Linked DNA regions of Sus scrofa: region 1 is linked to region 2. Evidence: chromatin contacts called from public promoter capture Hi-C data. All regions are on one chromosome and are shown on one strand. The core of a region is the stretch at or near the end of the contact, and the rest is flanking DNA. Distances in the headings are between cores, read along the strand shown.

What was found. Promoter capture Hi-C pulls out the DNA fragments that hold promoters and counts their contacts.
Region 1: a contact with region 2 is called in a promoter capture Hi-C map of liver, with 5 times the contacts expected there. The contact joins the promoter of HNRNPD here to the promoter of COPS4 in region 2. A contact is called at or near these places in 1 of 5 promoter capture datasets (liver), 1 of 47 Hi-C or Micro-C datasets (heart right ventricle) and 2 of 2 datasets of contacts at active chromatin or transcription factors (alveolar macrophages and skeletal muscle).

The regions. Positions count from the first base shown.
Region 1 is chr8:135,843,087-135,849,769 of Sscrofa11.1, forward strand. HNRNPD (heterogeneous nuclear ribonucleoprotein D0) reads left to right here and starts at 1,406. Exons shown (of 7, transcript XM_021101885.1): 1 at 1,406-1,990. The coding sequence starts at 1,758. LOC110255270 reads right to left here and starts at 1,479. Exons shown (of 2, transcript XM_021101889.1): 1 at 265-1,479; 2 at 1-70. The coding sequence starts at 1,455. The coding sequence ends at 874. It also overlaps the pseudogene LOC100737946.
Region 2 is chr8:135,312,839-135,318,986 of Sscrofa11.1, forward strand. It overlaps COPS4 (COP9 signalosome subunit 4), which reads right to left and starts at 1,506. Exons shown (of 10, transcript NM_001105304.1): 1 at 1,381-1,506. The coding sequence starts at 1,454.

The DNA of each region.
Region 1 (6,683 bases), core at 156-2,655, 530 kb after region 2:
GGAGACACACCCGAAGTCGCCACCACGTGCTCTGAGGTACGCATCCTTGGCATTGCTTGTTTATGATTTCCTTAGAGGAATTCAGTACGATGGTCTTTTAAGACGTTTTCAGAATTTGATCTGCATTCTAGGGTTTTAATTATTCTGTAACACAAAGTCTCTAACTTAAGTAATTATAAAACATTAGACATTTTTAATCCTAGAGGTTTTGGGTAGCGTTAGTATCAATGCATTTAACTACATAATGAAAACCAAATATTTTACCTCTCCAGAGTCCTCTGCTGTATCTCGCACTAGTCTTCGTTTGCTCAGTGTCTGGGCACATGACGAAACAGGCGCAAAATCATCTCCTGACGAAAGAAGTGCCCCAAACCTTCATTTTCTTCTAGATGTGCGTGCAGGAAGCTGCCAGTCCCCGAGCCCGAATAACTCAGTTTCCAGCCAAGGCACTTGGGATTTCTAACAGGTCTGTTAAAGACGAACTTGACTGCTACCCCGCACAAGACGCCTGGCGGGTTTAACCAAAGCCGCCCAAACCCACAACGCCCCAAACCGAGCACCCTCGTAAAGACGATGCACACAACGCACAGACTGAAGACCATTACATTAACCGAACGCGCGCTTGATCTCACACACGTCCCCAAGGACGTGGCAGGTGTCGGGATCCTCCGAGTAAGCAGAGCAAGACAACCCCGTTTCTTAAAACACGCAAGGTGCCCGCTGCTTTCGACGAAAAACTTCAGGAGACGGGCAGGCAGGCACACATCCGACCCGGAGAACAAGCCGCGAAGGAGGCAGCCCTTCGGGCCGGCGGCTCCAGCCCGCCCGCCGGGGCTGGGGGGCGCGGCAGCGGCAGCCGCGGGCACCTCAATGTCACCCGGGCGCGGGCGGCTCCGGTGGCCGGAGGAGCTGCCGCAGGCCGTGCACGGGCGCGGCCGGCCCGGCGTCCCCGGAGCGGCGTGGGCCCGGCCGCCCCCTCGGGGTGGCCGCTCTCCTCCCGCGGACCCCGGCGCCCAGGGCCGCCGGCGGGGCGCCTCTCCTCCCTCGCCGAGTCCGCCGGCGCGCGGGCACGGCCGCCGCCCGCGAGGCGCCCCCACTCCGCTGCCCGCCGCCCCGCCTGCTGGAGCGGGCGGGCGGGCAGGCAGGGGTGGGGTGGGCGGGTGAGCGCCCCGGGAACCCTCGAGAGGCGAGGGCGGGGGAAGCGGCCCCTCTAGCTGCGCCTTGGAAACAGCGCCCCTTGTTCTCGATGGTCTCGGCGCGGCTCTCCCGGCGGACGCCACTTCCGGTTCCTTTTAAAGGCCCCACGCAGAGCGGCGCGGCGCGTGCGGAGAAGGTATGAAAGGCGGCGCGCGGGCGGGACCGAGGAGGAAGGGGAAAAACTGGCGGGGGGGCGGGGGTGCAAAGGGCGCGCTCGCGCGTCACGTGACCGGGACGCGCCGTTCTTCCGTCGGCCATTTTAGGTGGTCCGCGGCGGCGCCATTAAAGCGAGGAGGAGGCGAGAGGGGCCGCCGCTGTGTCTTATTCTTTTTTAGTGCAGCGGGCGAGAGCGGGCGTGCGCGCCGCGCGAGAGTGGGAGGCGAGGGGGGCAGGCCAGGGAGAGGCGCAGGAGCCTGTGCAGCCGCGCGCGCCGTCTCTGTCTTGTTGTGTGCCTCGCGCGGCGGAGCGGGCGCGCGGCGGCGGCGGGGATTACTTTGCTGCTAGTTTCGGCTCGCGGCGGCGGCGGGTGTCGTCTCGGCGGCGGCGGCGGCGGTAGCGCTATGTCGGAGGAGCAGTTCGGCGGGGACGGGGCGGCGGCGGCGGCGACGGCGGCGGTAGGCGGCTCGGCGGGCGAGCAGGAGGGAGCCATGGTGGCGGCGGCGCCGGGGGCAGCGGCGGCGGCGGGAAGCGGAGCCGGGACCGGGGGCGGAACCGCGGCTGCTGGCACGGAAGGGGGCAGCGCCGAGTCGGAGGGGGCGAAGATCGACGCCAGTAAGAACGAGGAGGACGAAGGGTGAGTAAGGGGCGGCCCGGGATAGTCAGGCCCAGCTCCCCTCCCCCTCCCCGTGCCCCGCCATTAGGCCTCGTTCCCGCCCGGCCCGCGCGCAGCCTCGGCGCCCCGCGCGCCCCTCTCCGCGCCGGACTCCCGGGCCCGCGTCCCCTGCCCCTGCCCGCGGGCCGCCCCCTCCCCCATCCCACACGTTTCCACCTTTAGCCGTCACCATGCCGCTCCCGGCCCGCCCTCCTCCCCTCCCTCGCCTCGGGTCTCCTCCCACTGGCGGAGCCGCCGGGATTTTTTCCCGCCCGCCGAGGGGTTACCTTTTTTCCGCTGCCGCTGTCTTCTCGCGTCCCCGTTTTCTGAAGTCCCGGGCAGGACGGCGCCGGCGGACACAAAAGCCTTTATGCCCGGGCGACTCAGGCTTATGGGGTTGCCCTCACCCCGGCCTCCCGGGACGGCGAGTATTTATCAACACACGCTTCGGGGAGCGTGTAGGCTGTCCGGCGGCGCTCCTCCCTCTCGGCTTCAGGCCGAGCGCCTCTGAGTCGCGGGCGCGAGTTCCTCCGCGGCCTCCGCGTTCCCTCCGCACCGGCTGGCGCGGCGGCTCGCCCCGCGGCCCCTGCGCTGCGGCCGCCGGACCCCCGGGCCTGGTGGAGGGCGCCCGCGGCTGCGGCCGTTCCGCTCCGCCGGCTTTCCTTAAGTTGCCCGGCGGCGGGGCCTGCCCGGGGCTCGAGCCGTTCCGGCTCCCGCCGGCCGGCTGCCCTCCCCCATCCCGCCGAGCGAACTCTCCCGCGCACCTTTTCCGCGCCCTCCGCTCTTGGAGTCCCCAGCTGTTCGTAGGTTGTACTCTTGCCTCATTTTTTCTGTGTAGTTTCCGTTTTTCACAACCCACCCCGTGCGCAGGGTCCTTTTCTTTGGTCTCTCCTGGTGCTCTCTTTCCCGCTCTCTTAACCCACTTAAGTTAAAGGAGGCCCGCCATCCTTTTTTCATAATGAACAAATCCTGTATTGTGCCATGGCCTTTTTTTTTTTTTTTTGCATATTAAACAGTAACTTTGCTTCTCCCAATTGGAATGCGAAGCATACATTATTTGAAGCTGCATAGTATTTATCAGAACGCAGCATTTGGGAGCCGGGAGCATAACACAGGGTTAGCAGGAGGGACTGAATCTAGGCTCTTGGTTGGGTTTTCTTTTCATTCCCGTTACTGATTGCTGATCTCGGGTCAACACTTCCATTACCTTTTGTAATTGGATGTGTGTGTGTGAAATTTTTTCCACGGTACCAAGGAGAAAGGTGTTGGTGGAAGGCAAAAGTAATGTCGCTTTAACCATTTAAATATTTCCTTTATTGGGAAAGAGCGTAAGAGTTGGAGGAGGGGGAGAGAAGCCCTTTGGAATGTAGGATTTAATAATCTCAGCCTAAGCAGACTCTTGTCAGGCTGTTTTGCCGATTGTGCTGGCTTTGGGAGAGTGCAGATGGGATGGGAAACGAGCTTTTTTCCCTTAGCTTCTCCTGAATCATGTATAGCTTAATTTAAGAAAGGGATTATGTTAAATATTTGAAACTTAAGCCTTTAACATTTTGGGTTTTGTTTTCTGAATTCTGTTCTTTGGACAGAGGCACCAAAATGATTAATTGTATAATTTGCTGTTTGGGGCAGGTTTTCTGTTAGTTCTGAGTTTTCAAATCTGAAAGCAGCTCCCTTTGTAGTTATCTACTATTGAACTGAAGTGTAAATGAATTAAAGTTTTTAACCCTAACAATGTCAAAAACTAAAACTAGAATTTTGATTGGTTGCTGTACCGGTTGTTAATTCCCTAGCCATTCAAACTCCTCCCCACGACACACTGAAGCAGCGACGGCACAGCGGGAAGAATGGTAAAACTTTTAAATTTTATTTCTGTATTATAAAGGTTTTCAGTAGTCATAACATGCAGAGGCTGTGTATTGGTTAGTTGCCCATTGATCCCCAGGAAATTCTAGACTTAAATAGTATAGTAGGATATTTTGTACCTGGGATATAAAACCTTTTTAGGCATCATGTGTGATCTTTGGGCAAAATTGATGCCATTACGTGGATTTTGATCTGTGGTAATGCATGTAATTGTGGTTTGGCCAATTAAAGCTTAATATAGTTAGTACTGATACTTTTTATATTTGGGCAAGAAAAAATATTACTATTAAATTTGATTTTCTTGAGACAAATTTTTGTTGTAATTCTAAGTTTAATGCTATATGTGAAGGTTATTTGATACTGTGTTGTGTGTTTAAAATGTCTTGCATGTTATACTGAAATATTCTGGAGATGTCAACAGCAAACCAATTTTTAAAGTAGTGTTGTGTATATGTATGCAGAACTGAAGTTTTTATCACCAACCATATTTGTAAATAGAACTTTTAATAAAAATTGCGTTATGTACTGTTAGAGGCACACTGATGTGACTTTCCACTACAGCTTAAATCAGATTTTTAAATTTTTAGTGTGATTTGGCTGGAATGTTAATTACAGTTGGTTGGTTGACATGTATTCACAATTGCATGGCTTTTTGGAAGGCTGGCAGATTGAGTATTCTTTTTATCTCTCCCTTTCTCTTTTCCTAAATGTCAGTATTTCTGTCTTTAGGATTATATTTGAGTTTTTCCAGGAGTTTGTATCCACAACTACTCCAGTTGAGAGGGCCAGTAACTTGCACATAGTTGACTCATGTCTGTACAAACTCCGTTGTGTTTTAAGAGCCCAGTTGGGATAACATTTAACTCTTGTTATATTCTTTCACCGAAATCTGTCTGGTTTTATATTGGAGATAAAGCAGAGTGGAAACAGTAGGCAAAAGAGAACGAACAAAAACCTGGGGCTATAGTTTAACATGCAGAATAAAAGTTTTTTGATAGATATTATTTTATTTGGCACTGTGATAGTTGAATTTCCCTTGTAAGTAATAGTGGCAAACTAAACTTTACTGTTGATTATATGTTTCAAATCTTAGATAAGCAGTTATTTTTAGTAGTTTGAAAGAACCGTAAGCTTAGGTTTGAAGGTTTCTGTTTTGACTGTTATAATTACATATGCTGTGCTATCTGAGACTGTAACTTTACAAGTTTTTTGAGTGATCTTTTAGGAAAAATGGGACAATTAAATATTAGTGAACATTTTAGATTATGAAGCTCATTTTAAGTGAGTGTGAATTTAGCGAGTAATGTTTTTATTTTTAAAGTCTGGTATTTGATTTTGAAAAATTACTGCCCAGTTAGTCAGACTTAATCCTTTACAGATATTCTTTTCCTTTTTGAACGAAAAAACCTTAAGAACTTTAATTTTTTGGTGTCTGTGCACTTGTCGCCCTGTCTGTCATACTGTCTTCTCAGTATGACAGAGGGAAATTGGGCAGAAGTTTCATAATAGTCAGTGATGAGGTTAAGTCTGGTTACTAGATATAAGATCATTTAAATTTAACTACTTAAAACACGTTTCTGTGTGCGCTTTTTACTATTCTAACTTAATACTGGAGTAATTACAATTTCATTCTAATACTTAAAAAATGAGTTTGTTGTGGACAGGTTTTAATATAAGAATAGACAGCTATTTTGCAGACACATGCACATGCCTCTTATACCTTTAGTCGGGAGCAAAGGTTTTCCACAATTTATTATGGACCTTTGAGTAGAATGCCTTCCTGGGTTCATGTCGTTATAATCTTTCCAACTTTAACATCTCTAGTTTTGACTTAAAAGCAGTTGCACAGGGATTCCCCCTTTTGTTGTGGACTCATTATGTCCTCTATAGGGCAACAATTCTTTTAGGGTAGGTACTTTAAAATGACGTAGTGTCTGGCAAAATAATGCCTGCCATGTAGAAAGCTCCCTGGAGGCAGAGTTTTTAAACTCTCATGATCAGTGGGGAATATTGTGTTGGTTTTCAGACAGGCAGTTTTACAAGGTAGGTGCATGGACTTGCCTGCAGTGGATTAGGCCAGAAGCAGAATAGTCTCATTCGTTTATTAGCCAAAGTACAGCAGTGCTTTTCTAATAATAGGATGATTCATGTGGTCCTGTAACAGTAGTGTATAAACTCAAGTGTGATTCTTCCTGTTTGAGAATTTCGTGAGTTAATTGTGCTATAGCATGTCTTCTGTCTAACTTTTAAGAAATAGCTCTGCAGAACACATTTTTGTTTTAAATATGTGATTATAATCTATACCCTAGTGCTTTGGGGAAATTTTAAGCATTGTTTGCTTTGTAAAACAATTACTTTTAGATAAGGCAGTCTCATGCCTAATTTACTGGCCTTTGATTTAGTAAGTTGGATTTATTCTAGAGACCTTGAGTAGAGTAGATGGGTCTGAATTTTAGTATTCTTTGAAACTTTTGACAAGTTGCCAGGGTTAAAAATTGTAGAAACGGGGAGTTCCCGTTGTTGCACAGCGGAAATGAATCCGACTAGGAATCATGAGGTTGTGGGTTCAATCCCTGGCCTCCCTCAGTGTGTTAAGGATCCAGCAGGGCTGTGAGCTGTGGCGTAGGTTGCAGACGCGGCTTGGATCCTGTGTTGCTGTGGCGTAGGCCACTAGCCGTAGCTCCAATTCAATCCCTAGCCTGGGGAACTCCGCATGCTGAGGGTGTGGCCCTGAAAAGCGGGCGGTGGTGGTGGGGGGATTGTAGAAATGGATGCCCCCAGATCGGGAGATGATGAGCACATAAGGGAGGAA
Region 2 (6,148 bases), core at 256-2,755:
ATCTATCCAGATGCACAGCAGAGATGACTGCAATCTTGTAAATCAACTACACTTCAATAAAACTTTTTAAAAATGTGAAAAAACAAAAATGACTCTATTAAAATTACATGCAGAAAGGACTGAGCCATGAGACATATTCAACTTATTTCCAACCCAGGAAATAAGTCCATATATATTTAAGAACTGCTTAATAATGATAATAACAACAGTAGCGATGGCAATCCTGTGGCTCGAAACCTCAGGTCCTGGTCTACGCGATTTACGAGTGACATAAGTGCACACACACACATATACTCATTTTGTCCTCAGACAGAAGCAGCCCATTTTCCTGAGACGGAAACTGCGGCAGAAAGTAGTTAATCCCAAGGCGCAGAGCTAAATTTCCCACTCATAAAAGTAGATTACATTTACCACCAGGCAAAAGCATTACAACCTACGTAAAACAAAGTCAAGGCTTCAATAGCCAGGTTAGAGCAGGTGCATCCTATGAATACGGATCAAAGCGATCTCAGCTGTCAGCTTGAGAAACACGCTTTAAGCAGAATGCATGTTCATTACAAAAGAACAGCGCCGCGAAACCTACAAAGAGAAAACAAGACAACTTTATCCATCCATCCATCCATCCATCCATCCATAATTAACACTGTTGAATAACGGCTTGCAGGGCAGGCACACATCACACATTTTAACTTGCAGTGGACCTAAGCCCTCCGCATAAATTCCGACGAACTTCCTAAACAATCTTGAATCCTGGAAACACCACCACTCTAGACATCCTGACGCACGTCGTGGTGACATTCCACCTCCGTGCCCTTCTTCAGAGTTGCTGGCGGAGCGAGAGAACCCACAACACAAGAACCCACACAAGATGGTTTAGTGGTTCTGGACGGCGTGAGAGCGGCCATAACTCCACAGCCCCCGTCAGCCGCAAGAAGACATCTCCCCGGAAGGCTCTGCACCAAGGACCCAGACTATCAACTTCCCTCACTCAAAAAGAAAAAAGGGGAGAGCCGGGGCAGAGAGAGGCCAGAATGCGGGGTGCGAGGCCGGCCAGCGAGGGGAAGGGGCACCAGGCGAGGCGTGAAGGCCACGGGAGGAAGGTCCCACAGCCCGCGCTTCTAGAATCTTGGGACCAGAAGGGATGCCCTTGGGACTGAGTACGCGAAGAGTCGCCCCAGATCGACAACCCCCCGGGCTCCCTGCACAAGGTCCTCTCCCGTTTTCCGCGGCTCCCGGCAGCTGCCTCCACAACCGGCCTCAGGCCCGCCCCCTTGGTCATCGGGCCCACTCCCAGCTTCACAGCTGAAAGCCGCCATAAATCCAAGGAAAACAAGTCTCTGGCTTCCCTCCCCACCTTCCAGGCCCCTGGGAAATACTCACTTGCCCGCCAGATCTTTATGAGAGCCGCTCGAATTCATGAGCTGGGCCAAATCCTGCCGCACGGCTGCCGCCATCTTCCTCCGAGCTCAGCGGAGGCTGCGGGGCCTCTCGCGGCCAAAGGGAAACGAGTCTAGTCCTCCAGAGTCCGGCCAGAGGGAACCCGAGAGGCCACAGAGTAGCGCCTGTGTGGGCCAGAGCGCCGAGGTCGGGAGCCTGCGTTAGGCCCGCCCCCAGCGTTGAGTGACGCGAAGCTCCACTGCTCAGATCCTAAGCCCGCCCAGGCGTCTCCCGCCGACTCCGGCTCGCACGCTCCCACTTGGGATTGGCGGGTGAACCCCAAGGGGCGGAGTCGCCTGTGCACCTCCTGTAAGTGTCCGATACGCAAAACCACTCCATCTTCAAGTTCCGTGGCTCTCGTCTTGCTTTACCGTTCCTTGTTCTTCAAGGCGGCACCTGAACTACTCATAATAAAGAACGAGTTGGTTTTTGTGTACAGTTCACCACAGACCAGTACTTTTGTCAAGTACAGTAAAATGTGCGCCCATCCCTGTTTCCACTCTTCACACTTTATATAGGTTGAGCATACATCCCAGTTTGTCCAGGACAGGAGTAATTATTTACTCTGTAAACTGTTCCATTTGGATAACAAATTATATGATCACCCTACCTTGATATGTAATTGTATTTATTATCCCTGTATCTTTATACAATTTCTGTCTGCAAATACAAGCAAATAAATGTAAATTTTTGTCTATCCTTTCTAGCTTTCACAAAAGATAATACACCATATCATTATTCTGCTCTTGCTTTTTTCACTATTCTTGAAGATGCAAGTCCGCATACCTGCTTCATTCTTTTTTTAGAGCTGGAGAGTATTACATATCATAAGGGACACCCTGGTTTATTGAATCTGTATAGCTAGACACTCGAGTTGTTTTTAATTAATCGCCAGTGCTGCAGTGAATAACCTTGTTCGTACCTCATTTTGTACGTGTACATGTAGAATACATTCCGAGAAGAGAGCTGAAGGGTCGACGTACTTACAGTTGTGATAGATGTTGCCAAATTGCATTTTATAGGAATGGTACCATTTTGCCTTCCAAGCAGCAATATCATAGGGGTGCAAATTTCCTCAGACTTGCCAACACAGGATGTTAAACTTTTGAATTTCTGCACTCTATATGTGAAAACTAGCATATTCCCTCTTTGGGGAAGGGGAAAGAAAAGAAGACCAGAATAGGAGTTCCCGTCATGGCTCAGTGGCTAACGAATCCAACTAGGAACCATGAGGTTGTGGGTTCGATCCTTGGCCTCGCTCAGTGGGTTAGGAATCTGGCGTCGCCATGAGCTGTGATGTAGGTTGCAGATTCGGCTCAGATTCCATGTTGCTGTGGCTTGACTCCTAGCCTGGGAACCTCCATATGCCCACCTGCGGTCCTAGAAGAGGCAAAAACACACACACAAAAGACCAGAACAAAGAAATCCTTTGAGAAAGTAATGAGATTACCCACATCCATTCAGAACCCACTCCATTGTTAAGAACTTAGGCAAATCACGGAGTTCCTGTCATGGCTCAGAGGTAGTGAACCAAACTAGTATCCATAAGGATGCAGGTTCTATTCCTGGCCTCACTCAGTGGGTTAAGGATTTGGCCTTGCCTTGAGCTGTGGTGTAGGTCACAGATGCCGCTTGGATCCCGAGTTGCTGTGGCTACAGCTCCGATTCAACCCCTAGCCTGGGAATTTCCATGTGCCAGCAGATGTGGCCCTAAAAAAAGCAAAAAGAAGAAAAGAAAAAAAAAAACTTAGTCAATCACCATGCCTGGCAACAATGAGACTGGAAATTTAGTTTGTTTTTGCCCAGCAAAAAGGAAAAGATGGTTTTAAAGGGACAATCACCAGTCTCTACTACCATCTGTCCTTCTGACCATTCTCCTTAGAGTAGAACACTCGCCCTAAAGAAGAGAGTTGAATTTCCCAGTTTCTCTATCAGCTTAAAATCTAGAATGTCTGATGATGCACAACCCTATCCATCAGGTAGGGATGTAACTTTTTGTGGTCCAGACCCTTATATATCCTATGAAACAAATTACCTGCCTCATGCTGATACAGGTAATACAAAAGCAATAGTGGAACAAAAACAGGAGGGACAGGATAACTACAGATACAACTCAGAAAAAGTAAGAGTGGGAAACACCCAGCAGATACTTGTCCACAGCAATGGCAGAATCCTGGGCAGGAATTATAAACACCCACTATCCTGCTTCGACCCTAGTACAGCATTTTGAGAGATCATTGCTCATTCGTTGTATTCTGTAGACCCAAGATTTGTCCTCTGAATGTAAGTTAACCGGACAGGGGAGGATTTTTCCTCTTTAGGGAAATGCTCTAGGGATTAAACAATTGAGGGCATTCTGGGCCAGGTTTTTCAGGGGTTTTTTAAACATGACTTCAGTAAACTCTGTTTGCTTACAGTTTCAGGTGCCAATAACCGCACCCAAAGTTGTTTCTAGGAGTGGTCATTAAATCTCCTCTAGGAAGTTCCCATCATGGCTCAGCAGAAACGAATCCGACTAGTAACGATGAGGTTGCAGGTTCGATCCCTGGCCTCGCTCAGCGGACTAAGGATCCAGCGTTGCAGTGAGCTGTGGTGTAGGTTGCAGGCGGCTCAGATCCTGTATTGCTGTGGCTGTGGTGTAGGCCTGTAGCTGTCACTCAGATTCGACCCCTAGCCTGGGAACTTCTGTATGCCTTGAGGGGGGCCCTAAAAAGCCAAAAAAAAAAAAAAATCTGCCCTATTTCCTGACTTCCACACTCAACCCACTCGTAATGTCTTAATGACGGCATATCCTTGGAATCATCTGAAACAGTGAGCTTAAGTGAGAAAATAACACTATTGGTTTTTTACTTCCAGAAGGTATAGTATTTAATCCTACGCCTTCCACCTCCACTTCATTCCTAGTTTTCACTGAGGAAAGTTGGTACTTTCACTCATTTCACCACGTGTTTTGTTTTCCTCTACGGTATGTCTCTTCTGTTTTAGGAATCTTTAACGTACCACTTGTGTTAAAATTCTCAGTTATATTGTCATGATTCACTTACAGTCCTATGTACATTCAACGTGAATTTTATTCACCACAAATTCCCTTTCCCTTCATCTTCCTTGTCTTGATATGAGATCTCTGTTCTGACTGTTTTGTTGTTTGGTAGTATTGACTCCTAAGTGGTCCCTCAGATCCTATGCGTGGTAACAAACTTGTGAATCTGTGCATATTCATAAATGTCTTCTATCATCCTGACATTTGAACGGGATTTTTTTTTCTTTTTTCTTTCTTTCTTTTCTTTTCTTTTCTTTCTTTTTTTTTTTTTTTTTTTGCTTTTAGCTTTTTAAGGCCGCACCAGCGGCATATGGAAGTTCCTAGACTAGGAGTCTGGTTGTAGCTACAGCTTCCGACCTACACCACAGCTCATGGCAATGCCAGATCCTTAACCCACTGATTGAGGCCAGGGATCGAATCCGCAACCTTATGCATACTAGTTGGGTTCTTAACCCACTGAGCCACAACGGGAACTCCTGAATGGGGTTTGACTGAGCTGCTGTTCTTTTTCCTCGGTGGTCTGCAAATGTATTCCATAGTCTTCTGGCCTCTAGGATTTCAGGTAAATCCAATGCCAGTGATTCCCACCCCCTCCACTTTTTCTTCCTTCCTCTCTCCCTTCCTCCTCCATTCTCTCTCTCCTTTTTTTTTCCGTTTCTCTCCCTTTCTTTCTTCTCTGTGAGAGACGAAATATGCCAACAGGCAATGGCAAGACCGTGTATAAAAATAAAACTCTGGAGTTCCCGCTGTGGCTCAGCAGGTTAAGAACCCACCTAGGAGTTCCCATCATGGCACAGCGGAAATGAATCCGACTAGGAACCATGAGGTTGCGGGTTTGATCCCTGACCTCACTCAGAGGGTTAAGGATCCAGCATTACCGTGAGCTGTGGTGTGGACTGGCATCTGCAGCTCCAATTTGACTCCTAGCCTGGGAAACACCATATGCTTTGGGTGAGGCCCTAAAAAGAAAACAGGAAAAGAAAAGAAAAGAAATAAAACTCTGACCCCTAATCTGCAGCAACTGGGCCAAGAAATCAACTCACTATCTGCACCAGTCAGCCCGGGATCCAAACAAAAACTCCTGTAGCCATGAACCCCAAAACAGCTAACTGCTTGATCAATAATTACCAGATTCCTGAGTTTTTCCCCAGGTCTAACCAGGACCAACCAGAGAAGGCCAAATATGCCCCTCTCAACCAATCACCTAGAATCCTCTACTTTAGGTTAGGCTGCTAACAGCTTCTCCAGGTCGGCAGCCTCCAGGCTGGGCACACTGGAATTCCTTCTTTTCCGCTATAAAATGTCCCCATTTCTCTGCCTGCCTTTGACTCGCTGTCAGATGCCAGTGATGGCGACAACCCCCTGCCATAGGAAGTTCTGAGTAGGTAACCTGCGCTTGGTCTCACTTGCTTGGTCTCCCGTCTGCTGCCACACTTGCTTCCTCCTCGTTCTCCCTGCCCCTCCTCCACCCGAGGTGACTCCCCGCTGGTCTGGGCCAGTGTCCGCTCCTCCCCACATGGCTGTCCTTCTGTTCTCCTTCTTCTTTTTGTAGGAAACTTGTTATTTCCACCTGGAAGCTTTCAAGATCTTTTCCTTACAAGAATTTTCCTCAAAGGTACCTAGGGGTATCTTTTCTCACGTGATCCTTTGTATCTGCAAATGCAAGTCTGT